Regions from separate parts of the Zea mays genome. Here all the other regions are linked to region 1. The links are chromatin contacts, called in public Hi-C maps. All regions are on one chromosome and are shown on one strand. Each heading gives the region's core, a stretch centred on a gene start, on an enhancer-like site or on the middle of the called end of the contact. The rest is flanking DNA. Distances are from core to core; before and after follow the strand shown.

Region 1 (3,474 bases), core at 532-3,031:
GGGTGACAAGCGGAGAAGACAGGACGCCGCCGCCTGAGTGCCCCTACACATGTAGCGTATCAGCCTACGCCACAACCTACTCCTGCGCTCTGCTCCTACAAGATGGGGCAAGGGCACGACAAGCCAAGATGTCTTCACGACGATCAAGTGAAGATATTGGTTCTCCACGGACCGACGCCCCACTTACTCCATACCTAGCAATAGATTATTGGGCCCACTTTTTGGGGCTCGATCATCATGTACACGCCTCCCTTGGGCTATAAGAGGGAGGACATGCACACGCTAGAACTCAGTCTCGTAGAGAGAGCCAACTCAGGCTTTGGACAACACATAGAGACTCCCTCGGAGATCTTCGAATACACGTAGACTCCCATTCCTCATGCAATACAACTCACAATGGATGTAGGGTATTACACTCCGGTGTCCTGAACCACTCTAACCCTTGTATTCTTGAGTTCATCCAACTGGTGAGGCAAATCCCTAGGCTCCCCCTAGTTCACTGGATTAGGCGGGTGCATTCTGCCACCCCGCTGGTGTTTTCTCTCCGACAGGGGCCTACATTTTACAGTCGCTCAGGGGCCTAAAAATGTAGAGCCGGCCCTGATTGTAACCAAATATAGGGATGGCAACAACCACATTTTACCCGCATGCCCACGGGCAAGAACCCGATAGGGTGCAGATTTAGGTGTGATTCTCAACCCGGTGGTTTTTTTCTCATGGATATGAAAAGGTCGTACTCGTGCCCGTGAACCCGTATTTGATTTATATGTGTGTATATATATGTATATGTATATTATAAATGTACGTATGTATTTGTACTTTGTATAGATATATAGATAGATAAATATATTTGTAATTATGTGCCTACAGATTTGTGTCATCCACGAATAATAGGTATGTGTGTATCAGTTGCATATAAAAGATACATATACAATGTTAACATTACTTCCATGAATATAAATTTGTAAATCATATACTCACGGGTTTCAAACCGGTTGCCATCTCAAACACACCCGTAAAGTTGAGGGAGGGACATAAATGGGCAAATGGCCAAGTGAGTGAGGTGGAAGTATAGATGTCCAAACGGACCGGGCTTGTCGGGCGGTCCGAAACACGACACGGGTTTGGCCCGACACGACACGATGGGCTAGGCCCGGCACGGCCCGATTTTATTTTTTTCATATAAATACATATATTATACTTGAATATAGAGTATAAAACACAAGAAACATGTGTTTTTGTTGGTTATGTGGGTGTAAATAAATGTTTAGAACTAATAAATATGATTTAAACCCTAAAAATGCATACTTTTAGGATATTTTTATCATTTAAATGTCATATATTATTATGGGCCCGTTAGGCCCGTCGGGTCGTGGGCCGGCCCGGTACGATTATTAACCCAGTGGGCCGTGCTTGGACCTCGCTTGGGGGCCGTGGGCCGGCACGACACAGCCCGCTAGCTACTTCAGGCCGGGTCGACACGATCCTAATCCGTGTCCGGTCTAGCCGTATTTGGGCCGGGCCGATACGGCCCGCCCATTTAAACATCTGTAGGTGGAAGCGACACGCATGAGTGTTGGTAGGGCAGCGCCCGAGATGCAGACCCACCATATAGTACATGCACCCTTTTTTGTCCTTTGCACAGTTGCATTGCTCAGCTGCTGGCCTGCTGCACCGTGCTAAAATGATGCCTCAGGCTAAAGTCACCTTTCTACCGTCAATTTTAATTGTAATTGCTTTATAAATAACATAACATACAATATAAAATTGCATCGTCTCCTCTCCTTCCTGACATTGGCACTGGCAGCTGCACTCACCGGCAGCCATGGAAGACTTGCTCTACTACTCCCTCACCGTAGCCATCTGCATCGCAGTCATCGGCCTCCTCTCCATCCTCCGTTCGTTCACCGCCACCGGACCGCCGCCGGCGCTCCCGCCCGGCCCGTCGCTGCTGTCGCTGATCACCCCGCTCCTCTTCCTCGGCCGAACGAACTTCGGCATCGAACGGATCCTCTCCGCCGCGCGGTCCCGCTACGGGCCCGTCTTCACGCTCTACCTGCTCCCGTCCCGCCCGGCCATCTTCATCGCCGACCACGTCGTGGCGCACCGCGTGCTGGTGCAGGGCGGCGCCGCCTTCGCCGACAGGCCGCCGGCCAGCCTCCCCTTCCGCCTCTTCTCCAGTGGCCAGCGCAACATCACATCCGGCGCCTACGGCCCGGTCTGGCGCGCGCTCCGTCACAACCTCACGGGCAACGTGTTCCACCCGTCGCGCATGGGCCGGTTCGCCGCCGCCCGCCGCCGCGCGCTGCGGGGGCTCGTCGCCGGCGTCGCGCGCGACGCCGGCAGCAGGGCCGTCGTCGTCGAGGGGCTCCTGCACCGGGCTATGTTCCACGTCCTCGTCACCATGTGCTTCGGCGAGCGCCTCGCCACCGACGCCGTCGTCGCGTCCGTGGAGGCGCTGCAGCGGGAGTTCCTCAAGTCGGTGCTCGGCTTCCAGGTGTTCGACGTGTGCCCCGCGCTCACCAGCCTCCTGTTCCGGCGCCGGTGGAAGCAGATGCTGTCCCTCCGCCGCCGGCAGGAGGAGCTCTTCGCCCCTCTCATACGGGCGTGCCGCGCGCAACGAGGCTCCGACGCCAACGCCGGCGCGGACACGTACGTGGACACGCTACTCGACCTCCGGATCCCCGAGGACGGGGGCAGGAACCTCACGGAGGGCGAGATGGTGAGCTTGTGCGCCGAGTTCGTGGCCGTCGGCACCGACAACACGGCGACCGAGGCGCAATGGATCATGGCCAACCTCGTGGCGCATCCGGAGATCCAAGCAAGGCTCCGGGCCGAGATCCACCAGGTCACCGGCGGCGCGGGCGTCCAGGAGCAGGACCTGCCGCGGATGCCGTACCTTCGCGCAGTGGTCCTGGAGGGGCTCCGCCGCCACCCGCCGGGCCACTTCGCGATCCCGCACGCCGCGACCGGCATCCAAGACGACGACGGCGGTGGCGACCACGCGACCATCGAAGGCTTCCGCGTGCCGCGGCGCGCGTCCCTCAACTTCACGCTCGTCGCGCTGGGGCTCGACGAGGCGGTGTGGCCCGACCCGCTGCGGTTCCGGCCGGAGCGGTTCCTGCCCGGCGGCGAGGGCGCGGACGTTGACCTCACCGGCGCGAAGGAGGTCAAGATGATACCGTTCGGCGCCGGGCGGCGGATCTGCCCCGGGATGGCGCTCGCTCTGCTGCACCTCGAGTTCTTCGTGGCCAGTCTCGTCGCCGAGTTCGAGTGGCTCCAGGTCCCCGGTGAGCCGGTGGAGTTCGCCGAGAAGCAGGAGCTGTCCGTCGTGATGCGCCGGCCGCTCCGTGCCACCGTCGTCCGGTGCACAAGGAACGCCAACTGACCACACGGGTTGTCGTTGTCGAACCGAACGTCTGCACTTTTCTGCTCTTGTTTGTTGCTGCATGCATGTGCTTTTCTTTCAGTGAA
Region 2 (3,474 bases), core at 337-2,836, 250 kb after region 1:
CAGTGTAAGGAATTGCATAAATACCTACACTGTGTAGTATAATTTGTTTCAGTATACATCATAAACTAGTTCTAATGCGTTTAGCTGCATGGCTGTTGGAGGGATCTTATATTTATGAAGGAAATAAAACATTAAATGCGAATTTTTGTTTCTATGCATGCAATTAATTTCCTTTCATTGCATATTCTTTCCATCATAAATTCGTGTGCATGCAGCTAGTAGCAGATTTTTACGCAGTATACCGAATTGCATAATTATCTACACAGTGTAGCATATTTAGTATCAGTATATATCATAAAATGGTCATTACGAGTTTTAGTTGCATGTCTGTTGCAGCGATCCTAAATTTATGGAGGAAATAAATCATTTAATATAGAAACCGCCACACATATCTTTCCTAAATTTACGTGCATGCAAGAGAACGTGTTTGACTCATGCATGCATTTTGCCATAATTTTTGGATCTGTATAAAAATAGAAACTGCATGCATGCGACTGCCATATTTTTGAAATCTACCATAAAAATAGGATCGTAATAACAACCTACCAGAGCTATCAACCTCTCACATTGGCAGGTATTTACGCTTATAATTGAGAGATTTTATGCTTAAAACTTATGGTTTTTACGCTACAACCTGGAGATGCGTCCACCAGTGAACAACATGCTAGATTTTTTTACGCAGTGTACCGAATTGCATAAATATCTACACCGTATAGTATAATTAGTATAAGTATAAGTCATAAACTAATTCTAATGTGTTTAGGTGCATGGTTGTTGGAGGGATACTATATTTATGAAGTAAATTAAACATTAAATACGATTTTTTGTTTCTATGCATGCAATTCATTTCCTTTCATTGCATATTATTTTCATCATAAATTTGTGCGCATGCAGCTGATAACAGATTTTTACGCAGTATACCGAATTGCATAATTATCTATACAGTGTAGCATATTTAGTCTCAGTATATATCATAAAATGGTCCTTACGTGTCAGTTCATTACAGATTAAGGTGTTGTTTGGTTCATACGGAATGATAATTGGATCTTTTATCTGCGATATTGGTTACTAGTTATAACTGGATTGGATAGTAGTATTAGAAAGAGAAACAAAAAATAGTTCATATAATCCATCATTTGTGTTACATTTCGACATTCGACGAAACAAACATCCTCTAAGCAACGGATCGGTCTCGTCCGGCCGGCGAAAGCAGACGGCATCAAGCAGTAATTAACATCGCCAAGATTCCCATGGAAGGTGATCGATACAAGTATATATATGTTTCCGTTCTCATGGTTTGAACAGGTAAAAATGCTGGTAGGTCGGAGCATCTCGTAGTGCCATTTGGCTATTTTCTGAACTCGTGTGATGATTGATGAATCTGTCAGTTCATTCTCAGCTGAACTTTTGCTTTTGTTTGTGTCGGCCCCAAACAGGTGCGTCACATCCATCGCTTTGCTCCACGCATGCTGAGCCAGCTACCGATAGAAAACCAAAGCAATCGATCAAAATAATACTTATATAATGCTGGGCTCTCGATCCGTATATATATGCACCCAATCGCTACCGTTCTTCTCATCCTGAGCTCGTCAGAGTGTAATCAACAAATTAATGACCGCACGAGCATCGGCTGCTGTGTGATATATATAGCTAGGATAGGAGGAGCAGTGCTAATGGCGGACGACGGCCGTCGCAGGAATGTCTCCATGGACTTCTCAGTGAGCATCCCTTCAGCAGCAGCAGCTTCCATGCTGGTGGACAAGGAGAACACGAGCGACGACAGGATATCAATCATCATCCCGCACAGCAGGTCTCCTTCCAGCAAGATCCTGCCGCTAGGGTTCCAGCGAAACGAGGCACCATCGGATCATTCACCTGCTCGTCCCGTCTCAGCAAAGAGGGTGGCGCTTGCACTCACCAAGAAGGTAATAATATAATATATGGGAAGAAGTGCAAACCATGACGAACTCATGCACTACCACATGATGCTGTGTGCTCATTTGCATTGCATGCTTTATCCATATATCAGGTGGCAGCAGAGCTCCTGGGGACGTTCCTGCTGGTCTTCACCGTGCTGTCGGCGCTGATCACGAACGAGGCGCACGGCGGAGCGCTGGGCGTGCTCGGCGTGGCAGTGGCCGGGGGGACGGCCGTGGTGGTGGTCGTCTCCTCCATCTTCCACGTGTCCGGAGGCCACGTCAACCCGGCGGTCAGCGTCGCCATGGCGGTGTTCGGCCACCTCCCGCCAGCTCACCTCGCGCTCTACGCCGCCGCCCAGCTCCTCGGGTCCGTGGCGGCCTCGTTCGTGGCCAAGGCGCTCTACGCTGGTCCGGCGAACCTGCTAGGCCCCACCGTCGCCACCGTGCCTAGCGTCGGCGCCTCTCAGGCGTTTTGGGTCGAGTTCATCACCACCTTCGTCGTCCTCTTCGTCGTCACCGCTCTTGCCACAGACCCCAAAGCAGTAATAATTATTTTCTTGATCTATACATACATAATAAGGAACTGTTGAATCCATCCGAACAAATTAGCGGACGTCGATCCACCAATATAATCTCGATTCCATCTGCAGGTGAAAGAAATGGTGGCAGTGGGAGCTGGCGCGGCGGTGATGATGAGCGCTCTCATCTCCGGGTACGTACGTTTAACACACATCGACAAATCCTCGATCGATCCAATATCATATCGCTTCTTTCATTATTTCTAGATGGATCGAGTAACTGATAAGGTTTCCACTCAAAATGGTGGCAGGGAGTCGACCGGAGCGTCGATGAATCCGGCGAGAACGCTGGGGACGGCGATCGCCACGGGGACGTACACCAAGATCTGGGTCTATATGGTTGCGCCTCCGCTGGGCGCCATTGCTGGATGTGGAGCTTACCATGCGCTCAAGTGATGTATCTATCATCCATGTAATCTAGCTAGTGATATGGATCGGAAACAGAAGGTGCTCGATACATATGTTCGCAACTAAATGCGGTTGCATGCATGCATGGTAGAAAACCACTCAAACGTACGCATTAATATTGGTTGATCTTGTAATACTCTAGTCGATCGTGCTTGCCATCATCTGGTGTTTTTGTACACCAATAAATATGATCTTGACAAGAATAGACACATCATGTACTAGACTAGAATAGACACATCATCTGGTGTTTGTATTATTGTATACATTACTACAAAGTTGATCGACTTATTCTAGTTCCTCCGATAAAAACTACAAATATATATTTGTCACCTCTAGTCCTCTACATCAAGAGATGTTTTCATCAGATATAAGTATTTTGTTTAGATTTTTCATATCCCCTCTACATATCTAGATTTTTTTTTTAAAAAAAGTAAACGTTTTGAAATGTATTTTGTGGTTCTAAAAATTGACAAGTATTTATTGGATTTTTTAACTGAAAAAAGACAAAAGCATCTTCAAAACTTCACCAAACCAGGATACAATTGAAGAAGAGTATGAAGTTTTTTAGA
Region 3 (3,474 bases), core at 559-3,058, 200 kb after region 1:
CACAATGCGGGGCTCGAGTGTGTGCGAAACCGAAGAGACACAACTTTTCGTGAATACGCCAATTGACGATGCGGGTGTGGGCGTGAGTAGGGGTGAAAATGGAAACGGTAATTTTCGGATACCGAGAATCGTTTTCGAAGTTTTACCAAAATTTAGGTCTAAACAGAAACAGAAATGAAATCGGTAAAAAAATCGGAAACGGAAACAGTTTGGCCCTCTTCCTATCTTTTCCGAAAATTATTGTTTTTATTCGGTATTTTACCGTCGGTAATAAATTCGGTGTTGTTCAGAAAAATATTAAATCTGTACTATCCTTTATAAATTCATAACAAATTCATGTTAGCTTAGAAAAATATGAAACTAATTTTATTATTTTCCTAAAATCAAGATCTATTTAATGGTATATAGTTTAGAATCATTTGAAACTTTTATAAATTTTATTTATATTTTCTTACCTGTTATTACTATTGATACATATATTCATAATTTGCACGATAACTTAATAAGGACCAAGAGGACACTAATTATATTTACTATGCCAAGTAGTAGTACAAATAGAATGTAAGTGTCATATCATTATACACATCTTGATTCTAGTTTACTTAAATACATAATAATGGTTTATATACTTCTCAACTTATATATTTAATGTGACCTCCTACCTTATATGTTATTACTAATTTCATATGAATGTATGACTTGCGTGAATTTTTAAAGTCAATTGAGGGTACACGTTACAGTTTTTACCGATCGAATTTAAGATTTCGATTGTAACCGGTGTAATTTTCGTACCGAACTTTCGTTTCTGATGTTTCCAAATTACCGATGTCGTTTTCGTTTTCGGAGTTACCGTTTTCGATCTTATTTCTGAGAAAAAATATGAAAAGAAAATTGATTTTAGTGTTTACCGATCGTTTTCGACCGTTTTTACCCCTAGGCGTGAGCTGCCGGTGTGGAAGTGGGCCGGCCGAGGAAGCGGCCCACACACCAGAGAGGGAGCCACACGTAGGCATTTTTCTTTTTATTTTTTCTTTTTAGTTTCCAATTCAAATCCAATGAGAATTCAAATGATTCAAATCCGAATTCAAATTCAAACAGTAATAAACCATGCTCCAGAATGCAGTGCACATCACAAATATATTCTTTTGCCCAATTGATCATTTTAGGAAAATATATTAAATGCATAATTAATCGATATGTAAGAGCACTCCAATTCAAATAATCTTTTCGAAAATCTTATTTATTTCTTAAAATGGGAGATTTGGGTGTTACATAATATTTTGGTGAAACAGCATCTAGCTAGCCTCATCTCTCGCCGTCTGTCTCCGCAGTATCATGATGTCTCCGCAGTATCATGAATTCATGATGATGGTTGACAACTCGCCACGCAGAGCACCAAGCTCTTATAGCACTTATTAGTCTTTCTGCAGACGTACTCATTAAGACCGGAATCTAGATAGCATGGCCCGTCGTCATTACGGCTAACAAGTATGTTGCCCGATGCCCTCGTCTTGGTCATCGTCATGTTCCTAGCATTGCTGTCCTCTTTGGTGTGCCCTAATAAGATCAATCACGTGCAACTCCATCAGATTAATTTAAGGAACACTAAATAAATTGATATACCTATTTACCACAAAAGAAAATGGGCCTAATAATTCATTGATTACCACTTGTTGTGCGTGCATGAGCAACAAAGGATGCTAGAAGAATCATGGAAAGCAACCAGAATAATCCTTGGAAGCTGCTGCACTTCGCCATGGGTGACAGATGATATGAGCTACAATAGTCTAATACCAAAAATGTGTTGATGTGTTTGATATCACCACGCCTGCTTTATATACTAAACATCTATCCGTGTCTATCTATCTCCATGTCTCTTAATCTATCTACCAGTCCATCTATCTATCTATCTCTATCTATCTATCTATCTATCTATCTATCTATCTATCTACTTATTTATATCTATTTATATCTATCTCTCTATATATGTGCCTACCTATCTAGTTATATCAACTATGAGAATTAAATACAAACTAATTAGGTTTAATAAAATTGTCTCGCCTTTAGTCTTATCTGTATAATTAGTTTTTATATTTAAACTATATTTAACACTCACAATTATCATTGGAACATTCGAAGTGGCACATACTAAACTTTAGTTCAATGGAACCAAACACCTCATGAATATCATTACCTCGGTTGCATGTTCCCGTGGGCAATACAATGCCCTCTCTTTTCCTGATTTTTCTTTTCTAGAACAATGTTGGTCCTTGCCATCTTATAAAGGTATTTTCATTCTTAGGGACAGATACTACAAGGAAATTCGATAATTTACGTCGGCTAGAGTCAGTTAAGGTTATGAGTTTCTCGCGGGATTTGTTACCTAAAATTATGGGATTAGCTCGGGAAACAACTTATAGCGGATCCAGACCTCCCCTTTATATAGATGAAGGGCTACGGCCGATTGAACCCCCAACAATCGATCAAATCAAGTCTATTTCTCGTTTTACTTATGCATTAGGAATAGTTCTAGTTTAGCTCTAGATTAGCCTTTCTCTACCCCCAAATTCTTCGCTTCTCTTCGGCTCTACGTTGATTAGAGGTGTCTAGGGTGGCCTGCCGACCCTAGACGAAGCCTAGGATCTCTCCTGACGGGGTCCCTCCCCGGAGCGAGATTCAGACGCCGCCGACGAACTCTGCCGCCCCTGTGCACGCGCGGACCGTCCGGCCTCTTGGCGCGGACCGTCCGTCTCGTCAGACAGGGAACCCGAGCCCTGCACCAGGTCGCGGACCGTCTGGCCCCTGGCCGCGGACCGTCCGCGCCTGTGTAGAGAGCACCGCCGCAGGTTCTCAACGCAGTGATTGGTGCCCGAACCGGCGCCAACACACTTTTTGGCGACTCCGCTGGGGACAGGTGTCTTGATCTACTAAAAATCAGGCCCTCAAATGGCCGGTTCTAAAGATCACACTGATATCTCCCTAGACAATATCCTGAAGCCAGCTGTTGAAAGACTAACGGCCGATGAGCAACAGCAATACGAGGACTACATGTGTCAAGCGAAGGAGAAATTCTTATCACAATACACGGTGGATCGCCACCAGAAAGTTGTCAAACATGGAGAGACCGACATCACATCTCTTCTATCTCCGCTTCAAGTCCCTAACGTAAGTACACCCGACGACATCCAATCTATTAAACAATATGTAGATCATCAGCAGAATCAAATGAAACAACAAATTGGAGGGTTAGAAGAATCAATTAGAAAATTAACACGTACGTTGGAGAAGTCTGTTGCTCCTAGTTTTCCATCATATGAAACTAGTAACAGGATATCTATGTCTAATACATCGGCAACAAATGGGAATTCGCAGCCCTAGCCATTATATGGTATGCCGATGAACTCATATCCAGGGAAAATACCACCGATGTCGTCCCTACTTGGCATATCGGCACCCCTGGACACGGTCGGACGG

What was found. Hi-C and Micro-C count contacts between places; a contact is called where the count stands out from the background.
Region 2: a contact with region 1 is called in a Hi-C map of leaf, with 4 times the contacts expected there. The contact joins the promoter of LOC100284417 here to the promoter of LOC100193472 in region 1. A contact is called at or near these places in 2 of 25 Hi-C or Micro-C datasets (ear and leaf).
Region 3: a contact with region 1 is called in a Hi-C map of ear, with 2.1 times the contacts expected there. The contact joins the promoter of LOC542570 here to the promoter of LOC100193472 in region 1. A contact is called at or near these places in 1 of 25 Hi-C or Micro-C datasets (ear) and 1 of 3 datasets of contacts at active chromatin or transcription factors (leaf).

Annotation. Positions count from the first base shown.
Region 1 is chr4:36,047,578-36,051,051 of Zm-B73-REFERENCE-NAM-5.0, forward strand. LOC100193472 (putative cytochrome P450 superfamily protein) reads left to right here and starts at 1,782. Exons shown (of 1, transcript NM_001138588.1): 1 at 1,782-3,474. The coding sequence starts at 1,826. The coding sequence ends at 3,388.
Region 2 is chr4:36,300,642-36,304,115 of Zm-B73-REFERENCE-NAM-5.0, forward strand. LOC100284417 (aquaporin NIP5.1) reads left to right here and starts at 1,587. Exons shown (of 4, transcript NM_001397565.1): 1 at 1,587-1,925; 2 at 2,030-2,461; 3 at 2,570-2,631; 4 at 2,749-3,017. The coding sequence starts at 1,674. The coding sequence ends at 2,893.
Region 3 is chr4:36,248,077-36,251,550 of Zm-B73-REFERENCE-NAM-5.0, forward strand. It overlaps LOC542570 (basal layer antifungal protein 2), which reads right to left and starts at 1,809. Exons shown (of 2, transcript NM_001138521.2): 1 at 1,668-1,809; 2 at 1,214-1,557. The coding sequence starts at 1,758. The coding sequence ends at 1,361.